Regions from separate parts of the Sus scrofa genome. Here all the other regions are linked to region 2. The links are chromatin contacts, called in public HiChIP or PLAC-seq and promoter capture Hi-C maps. All regions are on one chromosome and are shown on one strand. Each heading gives the region's core, a stretch centred on a gene start, on an enhancer-like site or on the middle of the called end of the contact. The rest is flanking DNA. Distances are from core to core; before and after follow the strand shown.

The links. Promoter capture Hi-C pulls out the DNA fragments that hold promoters and counts their contacts. HiChIP or PLAC-seq counts read pairs in DNA pulled down with a chosen protein or histone mark.
Region 1: an H3K27ac HiChIP or PLAC-seq map of alveolar macrophages shows a contact between it and region 2. The contact joins the promoter of STRN3 here to the promoter of AKAP6 in region 2. A contact is called at or near these places in 1 of 5 promoter capture datasets (liver), 1 of 47 Hi-C or Micro-C datasets (heart right ventricle) and 2 of 2 datasets of contacts at active chromatin or transcription factors (alveolar macrophages and skeletal muscle).
Region 3: a promoter capture Hi-C map of liver shows a contact between it and region 2, with 9 times the contacts expected there. The contact joins the promoter of SCFD1 here to the promoter of AKAP6 in region 2. A contact is called at or near these places in 1 of 5 promoter capture datasets (liver) and 1 of 2 datasets of contacts at active chromatin or transcription factors (alveolar macrophages).

The regions. Positions count from the first base shown.
Region 1 is chr7:68,469,383-68,472,082 of Sscrofa11.1, forward strand. STRN3 (striatin-3) reads left to right here and starts at 1,379. Exons shown (of 17, transcript XM_021099888.1): 1 at 1,379-2,008. The coding sequence starts at 1,727. It also overlaps a transcript of AP4S1 not described here.
Region 2 is chr7:67,460,729-67,463,428 of Sscrofa11.1, forward strand. It overlaps AKAP6 (A-kinase anchor protein 6), which reads right to left and starts at 1,419. Exons shown (of 16, transcript XM_021099874.1): 1 at 1,167-1,419.
Region 3 is chr7:68,849,664-68,852,363 of Sscrofa11.1, forward strand. It overlaps SCFD1 (sec1 family domain-containing protein 1), which reads right to left and starts at 1,392. Exons shown (of 26, transcript XM_021099902.1): 1 at 1,255-1,392. The coding sequence starts at 1,312.

The sequences.
Region 1 (2,700 bases), core at 129-2,628, 1.0 Mb after region 2:
TAAAGCAGACATGATAAAATAAGACGTACTACTTTCTCTTTGAAACTACACCCTGAGTGGTCTTGTATATTCCACAGTTAAAATTTTATTGGTAGTAGAGAAGAAAAAAATTTAAGTGCAATCAATTCTATATGTGATTTTCCTGCTTAGCTGTAATTAATGAATCTTTTTTCCTTATCATAATGGTAAATATTATTTTTGGCTTTTTTAACCAAATGGTTGTTGGCTATATTAACTTTTAGAAACGTAACAGTTCATTAAGGATGTTCCTTGGCAACTAAGCACATTAAAAAGAAAACACACTATGGTACTTAAGATTAACCTTGTCTTTTTTGTATACATTATATTCATTCAAAACAACCCAGGAAAACATTCTTAGGCATTCACTTAGGATTTTACAATGTCTTCAGGGTCCCCTGTGGAGCAGCAGGTTAAGAATCCAGCATCATCACTGCAGCAGCTAGGGCTGTTACTGCAGCGCGGGTACACCCCTGGCCTGGGAACTTCCACATGCCATGGGCAGGGCCAAAAAAAAAGTGGGGGGGGGAATTTAAAAAAGGAAAAAAGATGTCTTCAGGGTGTTTATTTTCTATTTCCATCAAAAGATTCAGCTATGAATGACATTATTTTTGAGTTATTCACTTCTAAAACATCAAATTTAACCACTCTCCTTCAAAGTTTTCTTTCTTCCTCCACCTAGCTTCGAGATCTAAAGTTTTTCACGTTCCCTTATCCCAAAAGAAAAATGAAAACAATCGGTCCTGTTCCCTTCCAACCCCCCCCCCCCCACCAAACACACTCCATCCCAGAATAATAAAGAAGGGAGGCAAAGTGGAACAAGTTGCGACGTGCGACAGGGAGCACAGAATTCGGTCCAAAGCCCAGAGACAGGGAATCGGCCGCTACGTCCGGGAGGATCTGGGCTATTTGCCAAAAAGAGAACGTCCCCAAAGCCCAGGGAACTGACTGGTGTTAGGAAACCAGAAAAAGAGCGAGTGACAGGCAGAGAAAGAGGCCCGATCCTCTGGGACTGCCTGAAACACGCAAGGAATGCAAAAGAAACGCCAGGAATTCAGGACCGGCGGCGGCCGGCCAGAGCGACCAGCCAGGTTAAAACTCAGCTTCGAAGGCAGAATCGCAGCCGAGACCCTTGGGTGGGAACGGCGGGGGCTGACTGAGCGAGGGAAACCCCTTGCTAGAAAGGACGACACCTACTCGACCCCAAAGGTCGGAGTCTACAGCCCACGGGCTCCGCGGGGGCAGCCAGACACCCGAAGCGGGTCTGAGGGCGGGCCTAGGGCGGGGCTGGCGCTCCTTCCCCGCCTCTAACGGCAACCCTGCTTCCTCAGTACGCCTGCGTAGGGTGAGGCCGGACTCTATTTGGCTACCAGGCGAGCGGCAGCAGTGGCGTTCTCTACCCGGCATGCTGCGCGGGAGCGGCGGCCCTACGTCTATCCCCTTCCCAACCCTGCCCCCTCTCGCCCTCCCACCGCGGCCCCCCCTTCCCCTAAAGTGAGTGAGTGAGACGGGCAGATGGAGGAGGGACTGTAATGGCGGCGGCCGGCAGCTCCCTGCTCTGACCCACGGCAGGCATACAGCAACAACCCCCTCCCCGCCCCTCTTCCAGCCGGCCTCCGCCCCGCCACCAGCGCGGGGCCACCTTCCCCGGCCCCTTCCCCCAGCCGTCGGCGTCTCGCCCTGCGCCCCAGCCGGGGCCCCACACACAATGGACGAGCTCGCCGGAGGCGGTGGTGGCGGCCCGGGGATGGCGGCCCCTCCACGGCAGCAGCAGGGACCTGGGGGGAACATGAGCCTTTCGTCAGGGGGGAATGGAGCAGCGGGCAGCGGAGGTCCTCCGGCCGCCGAGGGAGCCGGTCCCGCGACAGGCCCCGAGCTGTCCCGGCCGCAGCAGTACACTATCCCGGGGATCCTGCACTACATCCAGCACGAGTGGGCTCGGTTCGAGATGGAACGGGCGCACTGGGAGGTGGAGCGGGCCGAACTGCAGGTACCTCCTTGGGGTTGGTGTGCGGGACAGCAGCGGCGGCGGGGTTGTCTGCCCGGGGGTGGGGCCGGAACTCCCCTCATTCGGAGCTCGAGGCCTAGGGAGGCCGAGAGGAACCTACCTGCGCGGCTGGATGGGTGATGGTCCTGGCGACGGGTCTTCCTAGAGTCCCCCTCCCCTTTTACCGCACAAGCTTGTTACCCAGCCCTCTCTAGCTGCGCGGTGCGGGCTTCCTTGGGGCAGCCATTTTGGCTGTTAGTATGGCGTCCGCGGGGGCTCCTTCGGAGGCCGCCTGCCCGGGCCTCCGGGTCTTGGGGCTGAGTTCCTCTCTGTGGGAAAGTTCCTGGCGTGGGGCTGCTGGGCACTGAACTTGCTCTCGTTTGTACCTCGTGAAATGGAGAACCCGAGGAGAAGGACTGGCATGGGCATTTTACCACCTTTTCCCGAACCACCCCTCTTTTCGAGTTGACTTGCCTGACCCCCTCCCCCGGAGTTGGTAGCTCTTACTAGTTGACAGCCAGGCTTCTTTCCAGAGCTGCCACCGAGCACAATGGCTTGCGGCTGACCTGTGAAGTTTTCATTTCCTGCCGCCAACTTTAAGTGTCTACTTACCTGGGATGCTGCCTTACTCACTTAGATTCCCTTTGACTTCTTCCTTAGTGACTGACTCATCAACACTTCTCTGTGCTGAATTT
Region 2 (2,700 bases), core at 169-2,668:
TAGCTCATGTAACTAAACTATGGAAAGGATTGAATGATCCAGAAACTCAAAGGAAATCAGACAGTCTTCCTTCATTTCTTTTTCTGGTGTTTCTCTCTCAATTTTCTTCCTTGGGGTACAGAACTTGGACACCAAGGGCCTTGGGTTTACATCCTTAAAGCTCCATGATCCAAGGGTTAAAAACAAACCAACAAACAGAGACCCAGACCCTCTACCTGGCCAAAAGATCCATCAGTATATTCTAAAATCACTAAGTGAAAGATGTACAGGGAAACTTTATAATGGAGGGGTCAGGCTGCTGACCTCGCCTGAACCCACTGGTTCAGCCAGATATTACCTGCATTGAGATGCCATAGAAAGTATACGCCTTAACCAAAAATAAAAAAAATTGAGAAGGGTCTAATTATACTTTACATTTAACTATAAATTTTCAAGAAACATGGTGGATAGAGAAACGAGATCATCAGTCATAAATGAGCCAAAAGCAAGAATCGTGACGTTCCCCGGTGCAAATATCTGGTTTCCCCAATAAATCAATAGCATAAAGAGAAAGAGGGTGGGGAGGGAGGCGTTAAGGGAATTGAGACTTAAGAGGCTCAGCAACCAAATACAATGTGGAAAGACAGAACCTTGACTGTGAGGGAGGTGGGGTTTAGAGACCTCCATTAAGTGGCTTTCTAAGAGCCTCATAGCAGTGAAGACACAAACCAGTCTAGATCTCTATAACAAACCAACAATAAAAGGCATCTTTCAAACAATCAAGGAAATTTGAACGTGATAGGTTCCTAGGGTGTTGGCAGATGTGACTCTTGCGATTGAGCAACACTGGACAAGAACGAAAGAAAAGCGGCTGACCAGGGATGACTTATTTCCTGCTAACGTCAATCCCTGTCCTTGACAGAATGGTTGCATTCACTCATTTGACTTCAACTAAGTCAAGTCTGAAATAAAGTCCTTTGCCACATCCCCGCCCCTTCTTCCTGCCACCAGGCCTTTATAAGCCGAAAGCCTCACGGTCGCTGCTGAGGCCATCCTGAGCTCAGCCCATACGTTTCAGAAGCCTCTCTTGCTTTACTTACTTGGCTGTATGCAGTTCCTCCCTCCGCAAACCTTACAGAGCCTTACAGAACCCACAGAGTGCATATTATGGAATATTCAAGAATTACCTTAACTTTTCTAGATGTGTAATGGCTGGGTGATTACTTTTTTTTCCCCCAAATTCTCATCAAAGGAAGTTTAAGTGAGAAACGAAGTGAGTGAGGCGGCCCGCTTTATACCGCTGCCGCCTCGCCGACAGACAGCTCGCGCTCCGCTCGCTCGCCCGATCCTCGAGGGCGCAGAGCCCAGAGCCGTCAGCCGCGCTCGCCGCACCCAGCATGCTCCGCGGACCGAGCGCCTCAGCAGGAGGACCCACCGCCCGCACCTAGAGCCCCGGACGCGGCCCTTTACCCAAGGTGCCTCGGGCGCTCATTTGCATGGCCCACAGACATGTGAAGCCGACAGATCGCCGCGGTCTAGCGATCGTGGCACCAAACGTGCGAGCTTCGTGAGTGGGTCCGCGACGTCAAATATCTCTAAATGTCCCGCGGTCGCCGGGAAGAGGCGCAGCTTGGTCACCGTAAGTGTGATAGCAGAGATATCGCCGTGCCTTATATAGCCTGTGGACAGAGGCTGAATCGTGCTCGCTTCGGCAGCACATATACTAAAATTGGAACGATACAGAGAAGATTAGCATGGCCCCTGCGCAAGGATGACACGCAAATTCGTGAAGCGTTCCATATTTTGCGCGGTCTAAACAGCCTTAGCCTTTTGAAAGCTCCAAAAGCACGTCTGGCACTCAGTCCTGAAATTGTGATTTATTTTCAGTATAAAAGTGTTCGTATAATGCAATCTATGAAATGAGAATGAAGCTGAGTTACATCTGGAAATTAATGTCCAAAGGAAACACCGTGAGTCAAAAGCAAAACGTCTGGCACTCAATACTGAAATTGTGATTTATTTTCACTATAAAAATATTCATATGAGGCAATTTATTAAATGAGAATGAAGCTGAGTTGCACATGGAAATTTATGTCCAAATATGCCTTCTTTTCACATCTCGGAAATGAGGGAAATATCAACTTGCATCCCTTTCATAGAACTTAAAAGTTCTGAAATCGACTTATTCATGGTCTTATCTCCTCCAACCATACAAAAGCAAGAGACCCAAGTGGGTTCGCCTCTTGTTCAAGACTGCCTGACATGAATTACTGGATGAGTCCTCAACAAATCATTTCTAAATTATTAAATTACTGAATTATCGCTAAGTTACTGAATCCTGCTAAAGGAAGTAAAGAACATTAGCGCACATTTCTGGGACCTACTTTGTTACATTCCTTGGTCGTGTTGGACTAGAGTGCGTAAATTCTCGCTCAGATTGTGAGCTGGACCAAAGCAGCGACTGTTATCGGATCAGATCAACGCTGGCCAGTGCATGTGGATCCTAGAGCTCCAGATTCAGTTAAAAACTGACGCAGCAAGCTCATTCGTATCTGCTTTCCGTAGTCTGAGACAGATCTTGTGGGCCTGTTCTTATTTGGCTTCTAAGGGGCACTCAAAATGCCTCTTTACCTAAATCGGGTGGATTCCGTCACAGGAAATTTGAAAGTTCATTACCCAAACCAAAAGCAGATTTTTTTAACCAATGAAAACAAGCATTCG
Region 3 (2,700 bases), core at 142-2,641, 1.4 Mb after region 2:
ACAAGTGGGGTTTCTATTTGTTTATACAAATAAAATGAATGGCAGGTATTCCTCAAATTTTATTTGGACTTTCATGTATTTAAGTTATGCCTGACTTCATCTGATAGTTTACACTAAATTATCCATTGGTGGAAAGCAGAACATAACTCATTATGCACTGTGTATCATTACTACATTAAGGTCTACCATTAATTTTTTCTTTGAATTCCAAAGGAAGGAATCAAGCATAGCCAAAATCCTTTCTATAGACCATATTAATTGTAATCAGTTGTTTTCCTACACAGATTTATATGCAAAAGAACATAATTACAAGAGACAGAATTTCCAAATATGCATATTCTTGATGGCTTATTTCTACTAGCTCCTCAGAATTAACAGTTTGCCAATTTTCGAGACAATTAGCTAACAGGTATAATCCATTAGTTTGTAGCTAACAGGTATAAACCAAGTTGTCATCACAAGTTTCCAAAAAATATGGCAAAACTAAAATTATCTAAGATGGAAAAAATACCAAAGCTCAAAGAGAAGGAATGTGTATTTTTTAAAACCGTATTTCACAATATACACAGGAGCTATATAATTACGTTCTATTAAACATGAAACTAATAACGCATAGTTTAAGAACACTAATTTGCCAAATAATTAAAATGGGAAAGGTTAATTCATTTATTTTGCCATTCTTATACCTCATTCCAGCATGCTGAAGACAGAAATCTTTTAACACTGAGCATTTCTCATCTGGTACCCCCAAAGATTGGTCCAAAGGAGAGAAATGGCAGAATGTAATCTGCTCTGAAAAGAACACTTAAATTTTGTTATTGTGGTGGAAGTGCCGGAAGATGCAACTCTAAATATTGAAATGGGAGAAAACTGAACCATGCACAGAAACAAATCCGAAAGACCTCATAGGCAGCAACACAGGGAGGGGAAATGCCAGCTGCTAAATCTTGTCGTAAAGGCCTTCTGAGGTCCAGTAGGAAAGCGACAAGTGCAGGACAGGACCGTAGCAACCTGCTCACCCGAGAAGCCACTTCTCTGGCACCACTTCCGAGGGCCGAGTTTTCAAGCTAATGGAATCTCTTCCCTAAAAACTCAAGAGGGGAGGGGCTCTCGATGCTCGGAGAACAGGATTAAACTTTTGAAGGTCCACCTCTGAGCTGCACGCACCGCGACCGAGTGAGGGCGACAAGCATAGGAAGCTTGTCCTCACTGCAAGCATGAAACCTCAGGGAAGAGAAGAGAATAAGTCGGTACCTGTTTGTCTCTCGCGAATACTTGCTGCCGCGGCCGCCGCCATCTTGACTCCCACCATTCACTGCCCGGCTGGCAAGCGGAGCCTGTGGATGACGTGGCCGCCCCGACCGCCCCGGAAGCAAAGCCCGGAGGGGCGGGATCATAGAAGGCCGAGCCCCGCCTCCCCTACGGTGACCCTTCCGTACCCTCAGCAACAAAACTTGCCGAACAAAGAATGAGGGAATCATTTTTGGACACCTAGGCAGTTTACTTTTCGGAGGCGGAACAGTGGGAATTTTTATCCTATCAAGCCGCAGGTTCTTAAAGAGTAGCTGCCTTAAATTGAGCTCTTAGGGTAGAAACGTGTTGTAGTGCCAAGAACATATTGACTGTTAGTTTGGTCGTTTGCATATCTCTTAAGTGTGATAATACTCCTGGGGCTTAAGGGTCACAGGACTAAAGTAAATGAAGCTCCTGGAACAAAATCGGCACTTAAATGCCAGCTCCCTTTTCTTTTTACCAGCGCAGCTTGTTTCCCTTTTGCTCCCCTTTCCAGGGAAACGGTCAGCTTTGGTGTATTGCTCTCATTTGGCAGATTTCTCAACCTCACGTGCAGGTGTCTTCTTAATGTACGCTTAAAGCCATGTGATAACAAAATATATCCGATATTGATGACTTCTAATCCATAGATTTTTTATTGGATGTCAAAAATGGACACACAACTCTGTGCATTAGCTATTGTTTGTTCTGAAGCTGCACCAAATTCTGAAATTACAGACCCTGTACCTTAAAAACTGGTTTGAAAACTTAAATTTTCAAATTTTTGAGACTATGTTTAACAATTACATAAACAGCAAAATCTATAATAAAACACTACTCCACAAATAAGTTTTTATGAAACTTAAGACTGATAACCTTAATGTCATCAGGGAACACCCTAGAACTGAATCTATTTTTTTTTCCTTCCATATTTTTTTCAGCTTTATTGAGAGTGTAATTGACAAAAGTGGAAAGATCCTTGAAATGTACAGTGACAATTTGATATATATACACATACATTATGAAATAATGTCCCTCCATCTAGTTAACTATCACATCTATCAACTCACATATTTTTCTTTGTGTGTGAAAAATACTGATTTCTCCTCTTAGCAAATTTCATGTATACAATATAGTTATATCTAGGAGTTCCCATTGTGGCTCAGCTGGTTATGAAGCCAACTAATAGCCATGATTAAATGAGTTCAATCCCTAGCCTTGCACAGTAAGTTAAGGTTCTGGCATTGCTGTGAACTGTGGTGTAGGTCACAGACATGGCTGGGATCCGGTGTTGTGTGGCCAAAGAGCTGCAGCTCTGATTTGACCTCTAGCCTGGGAACTTCCATATGCTGCAGGTGCGGCCCTAAAAAGCAAACAAAACAGTTATCAACTATAGTCACCATGTTATATATTAGATGCTCACACCTT